Regions from separate parts of the Sus scrofa genome. Here all the other regions are linked to region 1. Evidence: chromatin contacts called from public Hi-C and promoter capture Hi-C data. All regions are on one chromosome and are shown on one strand. Each heading gives the region's core, a stretch centred on a gene start, on an enhancer-like site or on the middle of the called end of the contact. The rest is flanking DNA. Distances are from core to core; before and after follow the strand shown.

Evidence for each region. Promoter capture Hi-C pulls out the DNA fragments that hold promoters and counts their contacts. Hi-C and Micro-C count contacts between places; a contact is called where the count stands out from the background.
Region 2: a promoter capture Hi-C map of fetal skeletal muscle shows a contact between it and region 1, with 3 times the contacts expected there. The contact joins the promoter of MAPRE3 here to the promoter of TMEM214 in region 1. A contact is called at or near these places in 2 of 5 promoter capture datasets (fetal skeletal muscle and skeletal muscle), 13 of 47 Hi-C or Micro-C datasets (brain, embryonic fibroblasts, fetal heart ventricle and 8 more) and 1 of 2 datasets of contacts at active chromatin or transcription factors (skeletal muscle).
Region 3: a Hi-C map of skeletal muscle shows a contact between it and region 1, with 2.0 times the contacts expected there. The contact joins the promoter of EMILIN1 here to the promoter of TMEM214 in region 1. A contact is called at or near these places in 4 of 5 promoter capture datasets (fetal skeletal muscle, liver and skeletal muscle), 4 of 47 Hi-C or Micro-C datasets (alveolar macrophages, liver, psoas muscle and 1 more) and 2 of 2 datasets of contacts at active chromatin or transcription factors (alveolar macrophages and skeletal muscle).

What each region holds. Positions count from the first base shown.
Region 1 is chr3:112,079,194-112,082,388 of Sscrofa11.1, reverse strand. TMEM214 (transmembrane protein 214) reads left to right here and starts at 1,674. Exons shown (of 17, transcript XM_005662677.3): 1 at 1,674-1,880; 2 at 2,757-2,956. The coding sequence starts at 1,736.
Region 2 is chr3:112,134,600-112,137,794 of Sscrofa11.1, reverse strand. MAPRE3 (microtubule-associated protein RP/EB family member 3) reads left to right here and starts at 1,716. Exons shown (of 7, transcript XM_021087724.1): 1 at 1,716-1,884.
Region 3 is chr3:112,038,193-112,041,387 of Sscrofa11.1, reverse strand. EMILIN1 (EMILIN-1) reads left to right here and starts at 1,460. Exons shown (of 8, transcript XM_003125303.4): 1 at 1,460-2,105; 2 at 3,043-3,168. The coding sequence starts at 1,936. It overlaps LOC106509868 (a long non-coding RNA gene), which reads right to left and starts at 1,383. Exons shown (of 3, transcript XR_001307818.2): 1 at 1-1,383.

The sequences.
Region 1 (3,195 bases), core at 425-2,924:
GTAGAGAAGTTGCTTAGGAAATGCTGCTGCATAAGTAAATGAATGACTTCCATCCCCTAGAGGCCAAGTTACAACAGATGATCTGCCAGACTATTCTAAGGAAAGATAGAAAATAAAGCCCCTCTCCACCCATCTACATCTCTCCACCATAGAGCACCCCCCCTCCATCTTCTTGCCTCTATGGAAGTGCTGTTCTTTTTCTGTGACCATATATGTGACACAGAAGAGGTAGAACAAAGAGCTATCTATCCTCTGTGTGGAGCTAAACCAATGATCTGAAAAAGGGGAACTGATTCATGATCGGCTCAAATATGGTCCTTGGCAAAAGCAGTCCAACTCAGCGCTTCTGACCTGAGGCAAAGTCAGCTATGATCAGGCCTGAAGGAGCTGCAGGGCAGGCAGAAGGAAGCCTCAAGAGCTAGTTATCTCCTGCCTTCCTCCACCCCAACTCACCCTTCATATATCCCCAAGGCCCATGGCATATGAGCTCAGACCCCTTTCCAACCTCATCACCTCCAAAATCCGTTAAGCACCATGACACTAAACTACTTCCAGTCTCTGTGTCCCTGCTGCGTCCCACCTCGAGGCCTTTGTTAAAATCAATAAATCCATATACCTGACCTGTTCTTGCCACTTGTCCTAATCCCCAATCAATGAAAATTCACCCATTTCTCAGGACCCATCTCAAATGCCATCTCCTTTGGGAAACCTTTGCTGATCTCCTTCCTAAGAATTCATCACTCCTTAAGTCATTAGTCCTGTAGTAAATTGGACTCTACTCATTCTTACCATAAGGGCGGGCCTGCCTTGTTCCTCAGGATGGCAGGTGTGAAACTCATGCTTAAATGTAGGAGTGTACATGAAATAGCACATTTCTTTAATTGTGATAAATCACTTCCAGTTCACCTTCCCTCATCCTCAGGCTGGAATGCTTCGTTCTGAGGTCTCACATGACACTGCAAGCATGGCTGTGGGCCCTTCAGCAATAGTGAATGCCTGAGTCATAACCTATTTGGGTGGTTCCTCGGGTCTGGGGCTCTTGAACCCCTCCCTGTCACATCTGGGACGGGGGGCTGACTCTCGCGGTGGGAGTCAGAGCCTTTCCTTTCCACTGCCAGGAAGGGGAGACCCAGCTCTGACTGTCCTGGGCCCCCAGCCTTTGCCCTGCCTCCTGTCAGAAGGCCTCTCCCACTGCCCTCCAAACACTGCCCTCCAAACACTGCCTCTTCCCTCAAGCTCCATTCTCTTCCTTGTACCTTCCTAATGGATTTTTATACCCCATTAAACCCAAAGTTTAACCACTAGCCACAGAAAAACTAGCATTTTCCTATAAGGAAGGAAGCATTTAATCTTCAAACTCTCCGAGGCAACGACGAAGAACTATTTTCATTCCATCCTTCCTGCCCAACTAGAACGGAAAGACAAATAGAAACTGTACATATCCACCGAGTCATCCAGTGCCTTCACACAGCAAGGTCTCAATAAAAACTTTTGAATGTAATAGCCCCTGATTTCAACCTCTTTGCCTGGCTGTTTTTTGCTGCAAGGGAGCCCGGAGGCTGACCCGAGCCCTCGCGAGGGAGAACCCGGCAAATAGAAAAGACTACAAGTCCCAGGCTGCCTTGCGGGTGGCGTCACGCGCCGCGAGGCCCTGCGAGGAGACGTGGCAGAGCGCGACGCGTCCGCACCGGACCGGAAAGCCCAGGGAGGTGGCCGTGGCGGGAGGGTCGGAGCCATGGCGGCCAAGACGGCGGGTGGGGGGCGCTGGGAGGTGGTGAAGAAGGGGCGGCGGCCTGGGGCCGGCGGCAGTGGTAAAGGCGGCGGAGGGGACCGCCGGGCGCTCGGGGAGGCGAACGGAGTGTGGAAGTACGACCTGACCCGTGAGTACCCACCCGCCTGCCGCCCCCGCCGCCGCCCGGCCCCGGGCCTGCCTGCCCGCTGGCTGGTAGAGAGCAGCTACCGGAGCCCAGAGGCTCAAAATAGCCCCGGGCTGCTCGCAGAACGAGCTCTCCTGCCCATCGGTACTTACCAGTTCAGCCGGCGCTACTTGGCGTTGTCTCTTTTAAGCCTCACAAGAGGTAGACAGCGCGAGGGAGGTCGCTGCCTCGCCTGTCAGATGCGTAAACCGAGGCTCAGCGAAGTGTTAGATGCCTTGCCCGGGACCGCAGGTCGGAGGGGACTGCGATTCCGGTCTTCGGACGCTTGGCCGCCTGCACACCCGCCCGCCCAGCTGTTCGCTGGCCCAGCCTAGGCTCTCTGGGCAGGTGTCTGGGAGCTGGGGGGAGACGGCCTGTGCCCCTGTGTTAAGTAACCAGCAGGTCGGGGGTGGGCATGGGGGCTGGGACGCACACTAGGCCCCACAGCGGGGGACGTGACCCACCACACACTCCACACCCACCAAGTATTATTCTAAGTGGTGCCTGTTTCCTCGAAGTCTCCTGGAGGATTGGAGAAAGCTTGCCGCTTGTTGATTATAGAGTTGTCACATCCGAACCACGTGGAACTGGTGTAGAACCAAGATGGAAAAATCCTGACCTCCCAGACTGGTAGCCACTCAGCAAAGAAGCCAGCCCTCTGTATCCGACCCCTCCACCAGTTCTCACATACTCTGATTTCCTAATAAAGAAATGCCTCATCTCTGTGAGAGAGCCCTTGAACTCAAGAGCTGTGATGATCGAAGGGGAAGGGACCACTGTTCCTGGGAGGCCCTCTTGACTCAGGGCTGGTCCCCTTTGTCTGCCTGTCATTACCCCCAGCTCCAATCCAGACGACAAGCACCCTGTATGAGCGGGGCTTTGAGAAAATCATGAAACGGCAGAATAAGGAGCAGGTTCCACCCCCTGCTGTGGAGCCTAAGAAACCGGCCACCAAGAAGCAGACTAAGAAGGGAGCAACCGTCACCAACCAGAACCAGAAGCAGGGCCGCTTTCGCAGCCTGGAGGAGGCGCTGAAAGCTGTGAGTGGGCCGAGACCTTAGGCAGCGAAAGCACAGGGACTTGAGGAGTGAAATGAAAGGAGCAGGAGGGGACGGGCAACTGAGGGCCCTGTGGAATGTGGGACATTGCTGGTTGAGAGGAGCCGGTTCAGGAAAGAATGGAAAGCCTAAGGGCTGCAATGTGTGCACTTGGGATAGACAGAAGGAAGGTTATTGAGAAGCATCCTTTAGTAAGAGGGGAGCTTTGGAAATCTAGGACT
Region 2 (3,195 bases), core at 467-2,966, 55 kb before region 1:
GGGACAGTGCAGAAGGCAAATGAGCTAGAGGTGAGGGGTCAGAAAACAGAATGCCAGCCAGAGTCTCAATTAACAGATGGAGAGAGTTTGGGCATTAATCTGGAGAAGTAAGGGAATGAGAGAGAATCCTTGCAGTAGGATTTAAAGGTGAAATATGTTTAAAGATCATAAGGAAATAGCGATGGAGACCCTGAGGCAGTTAGTTCGAGAACATGAGGAAGAACAAAAAAATTTTTTTAATGTTTTGACTCCTTTCATCCATTTCTTTGGGAGTCAAAGAAAATCTTTGAAGAAAATCTTTGTCTTCACTTGATTCAATTACATAAACACTTATTGGAATTCTACGATGCATCACTTTTGGTCCAGATGCTGAGGAAGCAGATGAAGATGACACACAGGGGGCACACAGTCTGGGGAGGCACTTGTAAGCCAAGGACAATACTGCAAACTGAGAGTAACAAAAAGAGGTATGTACAAGATGGGGACAGAGGTGACCTGAAGATATCCACGGGAGTCAGGGCTGAGGGAGGAAGAGCCAGAAATAATCTGCACAAAGAGAACCAAACTGATGAAATCACAAAGGGGTGAGCATGGTGGAGTCCTGGGCAGAGCACTGGAGACAAGGACAGTAGGTGTGGCCAGGAAGAAGAGGAGTCTAGAATAACTGGGGAGAGCCATAAAAGCAGACTTGGAATAGGGAATTCGGGAACACCAATGAACATACCAAGGAGGGCGCAGAATTTAAACCGGCTAGTGGGCAAGATAAAGAAATAGGAATTGTTTACAAATGTGTTGGGAGAGAGACAATAACGTTGATAAGAAACTCCTTGGGTTCCCGTCGTGGCTCAGTGGAAATGAATCCGACTAGGAACCATGAGGTTGCGGGTTCGATCTCTGGCCTCACTCAGTGGGTTAAGGATCTGGTGTTGTTGTGAGCTGTGGTGTAGGTGGCAGACGCGGCTTGGATCTGGCGTTGCTGTGGCTGTGCGTAGGCCGGCGGCTACAGCTCCAATTGGACCCCTAGCCCGGGAACCTCCATTTGCCGCGGGGCTGTCCTAAAAAGACAAAAAGACAAAAAAAAAAAAAAAAAAAAAGAAAGAAAAGAAAAAAAAAAGAAAGAAACTCAATATATGTATAGACGATTTAGGGGTAAAGATACAGACTTTCTGGTAGGAGACAAGAAGGAATGTTTAACACAGGTAGAGGAAAATTGAATTTGGGAATTAGAATGACATGCTGGGATTGAGAGCCATAAACCACGAGAGGAGAGAAAACCCAGTTTTAGCTCTCTCGTGTCGCTGAAAGAGAAAACATAGTCTCTTCTTTCTCCTTTGCAGTAGCCGTGCGACAGATCAGAATCTGTCATCTGGCTACTATTGAATCAGGTGTAAACGGTTGTTCCTTCTGTGATCTGTTAGGGTGGAGGAATTGTTACCCTGTTGCTACGGAAAAAGGAAGGGGCTGTTCCCAGTTGCCATGGTGACAAGGTAAGAGCGTTCCCCCGGTACCGCCGTAAATTTATGAAGCGGTGTTGTCTCCTCGTTGCTATGGCAACTTAGAGGGACTGTTCCCGTCGCCCCCCACCTCCCGCTGCCGTAGCTAAGACAAGGTGGAGGTAGGGGCTGTCCTTCCCTCGCCGCACAGTTGCCTTGGAGACGGCGGGTGCCCTGGCCCCGCCCCGCTCGGACTGACAGCGGTGGCCGCATCGCGCCTGCGCAGTGCTCTCTTCCCCCGCAGTCTCTGTGCGTTGAAGCCGGAGACCGCGGCGGCCTCTGCTAGGACCCTCCGCCCCAGAGCCACCGGCCGGAGCCGCAGCCTCAGCCGCAGCGCCCCCGCCGCCTGTCCCCCTCCCCTGCCGCCTCCGCCGGAGCCACCTCGCGCACTGTGAGTCCGGGCCGAGGCGACCGACGCCGTGGGGCTGAGTCAGCGGGAGGCCCGGGCCCGGCCTGGGGGAGGGGAACCGGGCTGCCCCCCTCGCCACCCTACCCGCGCCTCCGCCCCCCACCCGCGCCTCACCGCCGCCGGCCTCCCTCCCTCCCTCCATCCCTCTCACCCGGGCTCCCGGGGGCCTCAGCCCTCAGGCCTCCCCGAGCCACTCCCCCTCCCCTCTCTCCCACCAGACCCACCTTGGGGGTCCTTCCCCACAAGATGCGGCGCTTCCGTACCTCCGCCCTGGACAGATTTCCCCCCAAAACTGCCTCCGTTCGCCCTTGTTCCTTCTCCTTGCCCCTCTTGGGCCTGACATCTCTGGCCTCTCCTGTTTTCCCCGGTGATATGCCAGGAAAAGAGTGACAAGGGAGAGCGCGAGGGGAGACTTGGGGGAGGGGGGCGTTCGGCCTGCCCAAACCTTGGGGCCTCAGGTTTCCGACCCACACGCTCCTGCCCCGGCTGGTGTGGGGAAGCAGGTCTGGACAGTTCTAACTGGCTGCTGAGAGCTCGTGGGGCTTTCCGAAGCGATTTGCTGGGAAGCATTCGGCCCCATCATGATCAGCTACTGTTTAGTGCACACCCGCTAGTGCACGGTGGCCTCGTGGGCTGAGCGCCTGCTTTGGCGGGCGCTGTGGAGAGGGACTAGAGGCAGCGGGGGTGGGAGGAGGTTACGTTGGGGAGCTGAAGTTTCTGCGCTCCCGGTGTGGTGCTGTGAATAAGCATCTTGCAGTACTCTTTAAAATGCCCTCCCCCACCCCCCACCCCCCCTACCCGGCCCCCGCAGTACAACCCTGGTGTAATGTGAGGTTTGGAAGCAGGCCTGGTATCCACAGCAAGTGCTTGCTTACTAGTTGTACGTTTAGGGGCCGTGGCAGGACTTGATCTCTGATACCTGTGAATTGCCAGTGGTAGCCAAGGATAAGAGTGTGCTTTAAGGTAACAAGTGCAGAGCGGCGAGGAAGGACAAGAACTGAGGTTTCACTCTGGTGTCCATCTGAGGCTTGTACCCCCCCTGCCTCCTGTGAGTCTCTGGGGGCGGGGGGGCTGTCACCTGATAGGGGTTCTAGCATGTTTGAACAATTCCTTGGGTTATGTTTGCTCCCTATCCACCTGCCCAGGGTGCATTCCCTGATGTTGGTTTTCTTTTTCTGGAAGAAGTGGAGCTGAAGTCAGAGTTGGTGCCCGCAGCCAGAAGCTTTCTTAATAAACGTGCCTCAACTCGAGGGCTCCTAACTACCGAATGTACCTCATTGCCAACTTCCTCTG
Region 3 (3,195 bases), core at 211-2,710, 41 kb after region 1:
TGTCTTTTTAGGGCTGCACCTGTGGTATATGGAGGTTCCCAGGCCAGGGGTCTAATTGGAGCTATAGCCGCCGGTCTACACCACAGTCACAGCAACATGGGATCCGAGCCACATCTGCGACTTACACCACAGCTCACGGCAACGCCGGATCCTTAACCCACTGAGTGAGGCCAGGGATCGAACCCACAACTGTCTTGGTTACGAGTCAGGTTCGTTAACCACTGAGCCATGATGGGAATTCCTTATTATTCCCATGTTACAGGTGAGGAAACTGAGACAGACCCCTTGCCCCAACCTGAAATCTCTCCCCTCTCCTCGTCTCTGTTCTTTGGTTTTTTTCCCCAACATTGATTTCTTCCAAGAGCTCTCCTCTGACCCAGAGCACAGCTTCCATTTGTCTGCCCCCTGGCCTTCTGTCTGTCCTACCTTGCGTGCGTTCTCTGTTGGGAGCTTGTGTCCGTAACCCACCAGAACCAGCCGCTCCTTGAGGAGCCTGTGCTACCTGGGCACCTCCACGTGACAGTTCTGGCCAGCACTTCTGCATGGCTACCCCAGGCAGCCCACCCCGCCCAGCACTGGAGCCAGATGGGGAGGGGGCGGCTGATGGAGTCAGACAGGCTGGCGGTTGGGGTGACTTCCTTGCCTGCCTCAGAGGCTTTCAGGCTTGGCTCCACGCGAGGGAGTGGCTTCCTGCAGGCTGTGTAGACACGGCCCAACCAACCTCCCTCCCTCCCTCCCCTCCCCCACATGTGGCTGACCCTCACCCCAAAGAGCTTGAGACCCGATTTCTCTCGGCCGTTCGAAAAGGAGGTCTTTCTCCTCCCACCCATGTCCTCTCCATGCAGAGTGCTGCTCCGGTTTCCTGAGCCTGTCCTCTCCCTCTCACTCCTCCGACTGTCCTGCCCGCCTCGGTGGTCTTTCTCCTTTTCCTCCCTGGCCCGGGGGGCCTTTGCTCCTCTCTTCCGTTTCCCTCTCAAGCCCCTGACCTAGGTGCTATTTAGAGTCTCATCTGAGCCCTGCTCTTGACTTGCTCTGTTACCTTGGACAAGTTACCTTCCCCCTCTGGGCCTCAAATGTCGCATCTATAAAAGGAGGCAGCTGGCCAGTGACATGCTCTCACCCCCGCAGCTTCGTCCACCCTTCACTGCTCTCCCGTCTGGGCTCCTCTCTCAGGTCCTCTGTCGCAGGGCAGGCCTGCCCTGGCCCCAGGAGAGCTGTGGCTCCAGCTCCCGTTCCCTGTCTAAGCGCCCGGCCCTGGGCCTCCTCCCCAGCTCTGGCCCCGGCTCCCCTCCATGTGGCCCATCTGAGAGGCTGGCCCCAAGCCCGGCGGCAACTCCACATTTCTCTGTTTTTCCTTTTTTTTTCCCTCTCTTTCCCGGAGTTAACAAGAAGCAGATGTGGCGCACGATGGTTGGAGAGGTGGGGGGAGGAAGGGGGAGGCTGGACCGCCAGCCAGACAGGGGGGAAGGGAGGGGAGTGAGGGAGAGGGGGAGGCGGGAGGCCAGGGCCCGCCCCGCAGCCACTCTTGCGCCTCTGAGCAGCCACAGGGGCAAAGCCCTGTCACCCCCAGGATCCGGTCATTGGGGACCACAGATAGGGAGGCCAGAGGAGGGCCCGCTGGTGGAGGCGCACGGAGCAGCATCTGGGAGGGCCAGGGACCAGGCGCAGGAGGCGGGGGGCACAGAACACACTCCCCTCAGAAGTGGAGAAGAGGACAGCGGAAGGAACCGAGGAGGGGACAGACAGGAGCCCGAGGAGGAAAGAGAAGGGGAGGGGGTCAGGCCAGGCGGCCGAGGAGGAGGCGTGCAGCTGGGGGCTGCCGGCAGGAAGCTGGAGACACGACCCGCTGTCCCTGGGAGCAGCGGCGTCCCCCGCTCCAGGCAGAGGCGCCGGCGGTCAGGCCGGGATGTGCCTCTGAGGGCCCCCGCCCCCACCATGGCCCCCGGCACCCTCTGGAGCTGCTACCTCTGCTGCCTGCTGACCACAGCCGTGGGGGCAGCCAGCTACCCTCCTCGAGGTTACAGCCTCTACACTGGGAGTGGCGGGGCCCTCAGCCCCGGGGGAGCCCAGGCCCAGAGCGCCCCCCGGCCCGCCAGCCGCCACAGGTAAGAGTCTGGGTCCCAGCCCCAGGCCCGAGGTGGTGGGAGGGTGGGTGAGAAGGGGGCCTCCTGGCCTCTGCCTTGCGAATGCTGTCGGGCAGTCTCCCGCATGCAGGGAAGCGGCAGAGGAAGGCCAGCCATCAGGTGGTTCTTGACAGGCCCGCCTTCCCGCGGGGCACTTCCAGGGCCCCCTGAATAGAGAGGTACCCCGTCTACCCTCAGGGGGGTCGGCTTCCCCGCTAGGTACCCAGGGAAACCACCCGAGGGGCAGCGGCCAGGCCTTCCCGCCAGCTGCCAGCCGCGTGCCAGCCTGGGATTCTCGGCAGAACTTTCATCCCTTTCTAGGGCTCCCTCAGCCCCATCCAGGAACCCACGCTTTTGACACCATTCTCTGCTCCCTTCGGCTCTCAGGCTCTCTGGCCGCCTCAGCCCAGGGGCGGGGATGAATGGGGCCAAGACTATAGAACTTGGAGCCCCAAGGCGGGCAGGGCTCATCAATGGCTTATTCTCTCCTTAACCCTGAGCTGGACCCCTGCCTGCCCTGTCCTCTCCCCCGAGGGGTGGGTGGAAGCCAGCATCAGAGGGTTTACCAGGGGACCCAGCCAGCCGGCTCACAAGGGCCACGCCAAGCTGGGGATTGAGACAGAAAGGGACACGAATGAATGCGAGAATTCAGAGGCTCCCCCGGCGCCCCGGCCATGAGGCTCAACGTCTTGTAGCTGTGGTTTTCCATTCTGCGCCTCTTGTCCCCATCTTGAAAAGTCTTTATCGACTCCTGCAGCACAGGAAGGCGTGGGGGAGCTGCCCCTGCCAAAGCCCTGCTCCCACTGGTTCCCAAGGGCCCTTCATCTTTTGACCCTCCCTCGCCCCTCTGGTAGCCCCCGGGCCTTCGTCTGGGGCGTGTGTCTCTGGCCCTTGGGCCCAGGTGGGGTTGTGTCTGCAGGAACTGGTGCGCCTACGTGGTGACCCGGACAGTGAGCTGTGTCCTTGAGGATGGAGTGGAGACCTTCGTCAAGCCTGACTACCAGCCCTGTGCCTGGGGCCAGCCCCAGTGTGCCCGCAGCATCATGTGAGCACTGCCCCCTCCACCCCACCA